Regions from separate parts of the Hordeum vulgare genome. Here region 1 is linked to region 2. The links are chromatin contacts, called in public Hi-C maps. All regions are on one chromosome and are shown on one strand. The core of a region is the stretch at or near the end of the contact, and the rest is flanking DNA. Distances in the headings are between cores, read along the strand shown. Region 1 holds the start of LOC123402363 (putative aminoacrylate hydrolase RutD). Region 2 holds the start of LOC123406023 (ATPase family AAA domain-containing protein 3C-like).

The links. A called contact is a pair of places that touch in the nucleus more often than the background predicts.
Region 1: a contact with region 2 is called in a Hi-C map of seedling, with 7 times the contacts expected there. The contact joins the promoter of LOC123402363 here to the promoter of LOC123406023 in region 2. A contact is called at or near these places in 4 of 6 Hi-C or Micro-C datasets (leaf and seedling) and 1 of 1 datasets of contacts at active chromatin or transcription factors (embryo).

Annotation. Positions count from the first base shown.
Region 1 is chr6H:465,108,429-465,111,128 of MorexV3_pseudomolecules_assembly, forward strand. It overlaps LOC123402363 (putative aminoacrylate hydrolase RutD), which reads right to left and starts at 1,410. Exons shown (of 4, transcript XM_045096283.1): 1 at 515-1,410; 2 at 235-324. The coding sequence starts at 1,225. It overlaps LOC123401866 (monodehydroascorbate reductase 1, peroxisomal-like), which reads right to left. Exons shown (of 7, transcript XM_045095720.1): 7 at 2,290-2,700. The coding sequence ends at 2,473.
Region 2 is chr6H:464,457,836-464,460,535 of MorexV3_pseudomolecules_assembly, forward strand. It overlaps LOC123406023 (ATPase family AAA domain-containing protein 3C-like), which reads left to right and starts at 1,402. Exons shown (of 8, transcript XM_045099526.1): 1 at 1,402-1,749; 2 at 1,840-1,935; 3 at 2,427-2,537. The coding sequence starts at 1,489.

The DNA.
Region 1 (2,700 bases), core at 160-2,659, 650 kb after region 2:
TAAGAACGGTTTATATTTTGATACAGAAAGAAAGAGTACATTTTTTTTGGAAAAGGCCCCGGCCTCTATACAGAAAGAGTACATATGATGCCATATCTGCAATCTGGCAGCCACACTCGCTAGGCAGTACTGTTTTAGCAGTACTGTCACTCATGCCTGTTAGGCAGGTTGGTGACCAATATTAAGAGTAAGGTGTTGCTTTGTTTGACCTAAACGAAGGCACTGCTTCCTTACCTGCTGGAATGTTGGTGTCTTTGCGTCCATGTTGCTGTCTAGCAACCCCTGCAGCAGCTCCAGCCTCTCCTTCCTATTGGTGAACATCGCCTACTCATCACCAAAGCAGAACATATATACCTACATCAGTTAACCACCCCAACCAAACACTTGCATTTCTCAAACGAACAAAAAACGCTACTATGTCAATTCCAAACTAACATCCACATTTAGCTAATAACCGATTCCAGATCAACATTTAGAGTGTTAGCCATACTCGGTGCGCAGCTTGATTGATTACCTTGAGGTAGTCCTTGTACATCCTGTCCGGGAACCACATCTTCCTGTACATGGAGACGGAGAAGAGCGCCTTGAGCCCCTGCAGCGTCTCCGGCATGAGCAGCTCCGCGGAGGACCCGGCGCCGAGCCGCTCCATGGTCTCCCGGTTCACGGCGTCCGTCATGGCCACCACGGACCCGGACACGGCCAGCGACCGCACCAGCTCCGGCCGCGCCTCCGCCAGCTTGAACGCTACCATGCCCCCGTAGCTGAACCCGACCACGTCGCAGCGCGCCACGCCGAGCCGCGCCAGCGCCGCCGCCACGCAGCGCGCCTGGAACTCCGGGGACCGGTCGGCGCTGTCCGTCGTGGACGACTTGCCGAAGAAGAGCAGGTCAGGGATGTACACGTTGTAGCGCGACACCAGCACGCCGAAATTGAACTGGAACGTCACGTTGCCCTCGGCGGCGAAGCCGTGGATGAGGACCACGTTGGGCTTGGACTCGGGGCCCTTCCTCCTGCCCCCACGACGGCCGCCTGACGGCTTATTGGCGGCGGCGGCGGCGCTGGCGTCGTGAGGGCTGATGGTGGTGCCTTTCTTGCCGGCGTGGTGCTTGGGAGCCCAGACGTGCATGGTGGTGCCCGGCTCCAGCTCGACGTCGATGGGGCGGAGCCCGGCCAGCCTCATCATCCCCGTCAGCAGCGGCTTCTGCGCCTCGATCAAGTTCACCATCTTGCTTGTGATCTGGGCGTGGCTACGTACGTGCGTGGCTGCGTGTAATGTGGTAGAGCTGCACGTTGCGGCTCGAGTACGTGTTTGAAATCGGAGCAGTGGGCTGGGCTTGCATTAGTAGGGGAGACGAGACGCCGGAAGAGCAGGGGTCAGTCAGCTGCGACATGCATGTGAGAGAATGCGACGAGGGGCGGGGCGTTGCAACGACCGGTGATGTCGTCGGCGACTACTGACGGCGACGGGCGTGAGGACGGGTGGGCGTTGGGTGGGTGGCGATGGAGGGACAGGGCGGCAGCGACCGGGCAGAGGGGATCCAACGGGAACAAGGAGCGGGTTTAGTGGGGTTTAGTGATCTACCGCAGTCCACGCATGCGCGTGCGTTAGCTTGGATTGGTGGCTTGGTGCAACAAACCCATCCCGCTGCGTGCTACTGTGACGCGCCGGCTGCTCCTTGAGCATTTCTCCACTCGTTGGACCTACTACTAGTTAATTTCCAAACGGAATGAAAAAGATCTCCATCATCCAAGATTCCAAATGCAACTTCATCGGTTTGTTATGCTAGCTGTATACAACGATATGAGAATTCATTCGAATAATTGTACATCCTGTTTTCTATTTTTCAGGTACCTGATTTTTTTTTTTGCGCCAGTCACATTTTCCTTTTTCGCGAGGACACAAGATGAAACCTGGTCGGAGAAAAACCAACCTACTATCTATCTTAGGGTAGAGCAGAATCCCATTATCTAGGCGCCCCAAAACTGCTCCGCGCGTTGAAATATATTTTTTTAAACGCCGGATAGCTCCAACAGATGATTTAAAATTATGCGTGCGCTAAATTTTTTTGGACATTTGTTAAAAAACGCTATCGCGCACAACATATTTTGAACGCCGGATAACACGCTCTTCACAGTTTGCATTGCGTGTTTTTTGGACGCGCGTTTTTGTGCGGCTGTTGGAGATGCTCTGATCCCACGCATTAAAAGTGCTACAGCGATGCGCTAAATTTTTTATTGGACCCGAAATTTTTGTGCGGCTGTTGGAGATGCTCTTAGTGAGGTTGAATATCAAAAGTGGTGATCTGTTTTGTACCATTAGATTGAGATCTAGTGGTTCCTGAGAAAAGTGACTGATATATGAATCGTTTTCATCAAATACCTAATGCATAGTCAGTCCCCTGTACAGTTTAAACGGATTGTGGATACATCATAACTCGGGGTCGAACGGTCTCCATCTGGTCCGCAACGTATTCAGGAATCTCGTTTCACCACGTACGGCGCCATCCAGCCATACCAGTACGCGAACGCCGCGATGGACACCGCCGCAGCGACCCCGACGGTGGCGTGCCGCGCATAGGTAGGCCTGTCACCGGCTGCCAGCCCACGACGACGCGCCCCCTTCCGTCGGCTCTCCTGATCGGCGAACCCGAGGCCGTGGCCCTCGAGTTCGGCGGCCACGTCCGCGATCGCCGCCCCCCG
Region 2 (2,700 bases), core at 152-2,651:
ACCTCAACCAGGCCCTATAGGACCACAAATGCAAGGAGGCCAAAATGATTGCAAATCAAACGAACACACTCTTACTGTTTTCTTTTACTTGCATGCCCTTGGTGTTTTTCTTTTACTTGCACACCCTTGGTGTTTTTCTTTTACTTGCACGATCAATGTCTTTTTTTAGGGTCACACCCTTAGTGTCTTTTTTTGAACTTATGGTCAGTTTATTAAAACTCAAATAATAGTTACATCTTTAGCCAGTTCGGCTAAGAGAAAATCAGGAGACTTTCTTGCTAAAGATTGTGCCACCATGTTGGGCAGTGAACAAAAGGGGTTGGTCCAATCCTTTGCGCTATGCAGAAGCAATTAGCGATAGTTGTGTATGGATCAAGTATTTCAGCTATCCCATTGCAAGCATTAATAAGCTCTCGACAATCAGATTCAAAAACAACATGTGAGCATCCTAGTTCATTCACGCGCATCATTCTGTTTTCAAGAGCTAACCCCTCCACCAAAGGAGCATCGACCACACCACTTTGCGAGCAAATATCCCACAATGATAGATGCTGAATAGTTGCTAGACGTCGGCGTTGGTCACAAGTAAGTTTTCAAAAATGATGTTGCGAAATCTATCAGTTCCAAGTGCCCGATTAATCACCTCCTTCATCCCCAGAACTCTCCAAACTTCTCTCGCTCTCGTGCATGCAACCATTAGATGGTGGATATTCTCTGCACCATCTGACAAATAGGACACTGTCCAGAAACATGAATATGTCGACTTGCTAGCACCGAAAAGCATGGTACGATCCCATGTAGAGCCTTCCAGCCAGATATTTTAATTTTACTTAGAATATTTGAGTTCTAGAGGATTTTTCACACATGATTGCTAGTGGAAGGACCTTCATCCGAACCTTTGAGGCGCCCAATAAACTGATACCTCCATTCGATGTACTATGCTGATCTAACCGAAAAATTATAACTCTTTTATGCCAAGCAACAAAATCATCAGTCATGTTTGCACTTAGGGGTAATCAAAAAATCCTTTCAACACTCACTGGGAAAGAAACTATCTCTGATTATATCCTCACCGCAAAATCATCAGTCATGTTTGCACTCATGGGTAATCAGAAAATCCTTTCAACACCAACGGGGAAAGAAATTATCTCTGATTATATCCTCACATCCCAATCTCCCGTAGTGTACAGCACGGTAGCAGCTTTTCCCCTCAAAGAAAAAAAATGCGTTTCCTTTCTTTTTTTTTGCTTGAATCTTTTCTCCAGATGATATATGGGCCGTCATAAATGAAAGCGAATATAACCGAATGATACCTGGCGAGGCCCAATACAGGCCCATCCAGCAGTACTCTCGCTTGGAAAGCAAGAAAGAAGGTTACCGGAAAACTCCCCCATCGACGGGAGCTCCCCCTCTCCTATTTCTCTCCAGTCGCCGCTTAGCCAAAACCCCCGAGAAAACCCTCGCGCCCCAAGCTTCCCCCCACCCACCATGCGCCGCCTACTCCGGCCGGCGAAGGCGGCGGCCTCCGTGGCCGCCGGGGCCGCGGTATTGGCGTCGCTCGGCGAAGTCGCGTACGCGGATGGCGTCTTCCCCTTCCGCCGCCAGCCCGCCGCTCCTCCCCCGCCGCCTCCAGATGCCCAGCCCGCCCCCGCCGCCGCCTCGTCCGGCTCCAGCGGGTTCGACCCCGAGGAGCTGGAGCGTGGGGCCCGCGCGCTGCGTAAGATCAATGCCTCCCGGTACGCCAAGCTGGTAAGCTGCTCGCGCTCTGGCCCCTTACGCCTTACCTACCTGGAGTGTTGCCCGTTCTGACGCCCCCGTTGTTGTTGGCATTGGCCCCAGCTGTTTGGGCTGATGCAGAGCCAGGAGGAGGCGCGCCTCGCGGAGATGGCTGCGGAGAAGGTCCACAACGAAATCTACTGGAAAGTCAAGGAAATCGTGAGTTATTCGCGGCCTTTCCCCCTTTTGATGCGAAAATTGCTCGATGTCACTCGATTCCAATGCTAGACTGCTCGAATTCATTTTACTTAATCCGCCTTTTGAGCATTCTCTTTCTGTAGTGTTGGAGTTCGCAACTTCTCTGAATGAAGAGCATCTGATTCGTTAACCATTAATTTGCTTAGAAAGCTTCCTGCAACAACAACAAGGCCTGCTTAAGAAAGCAGAGCTGTTAACATTCTCGTCTGGAAAAAAAATCTAGGGCCTGACCATTCAAGTGGTGTAGGTCATAATTCATAATAAATCGCCTGCTTGATCCTTGTGAATAGCAAAGTATCACGGATTTAGAACTTCATGGCAATTAAAACTGGAACAAATGTGTTATGTGGTATAAAATTTCATCTGTGCATCTAGCTATGATGATGCATTGAGCCGTTGTACATTGCTGCTGCCAATACACTCATACTTTTGTGTTGACCCTTATCTGACAGGAGGCGAAGCGGAAAATGGGTGAAGAATATAGAGAAAATTTGAAACAGCAATCACAACTTGAGGCACAAAGGTTACGCTACGAGGATGAGTTGGCTAAGAAAAGAAAGCAGGTATTGAATCTTCCACCCTCTAACTACCTTTGCTAGGGCATGCCGAACGCAGGTGCTAATAGGGAGGCGCCAGGATGGATATCTGATCGATTGGCAGTTAGGCCATCCATTCCTGGTGGATTCCTGGCGTCACGTGAAGCGTTGACGCAAAATATAGAATCGG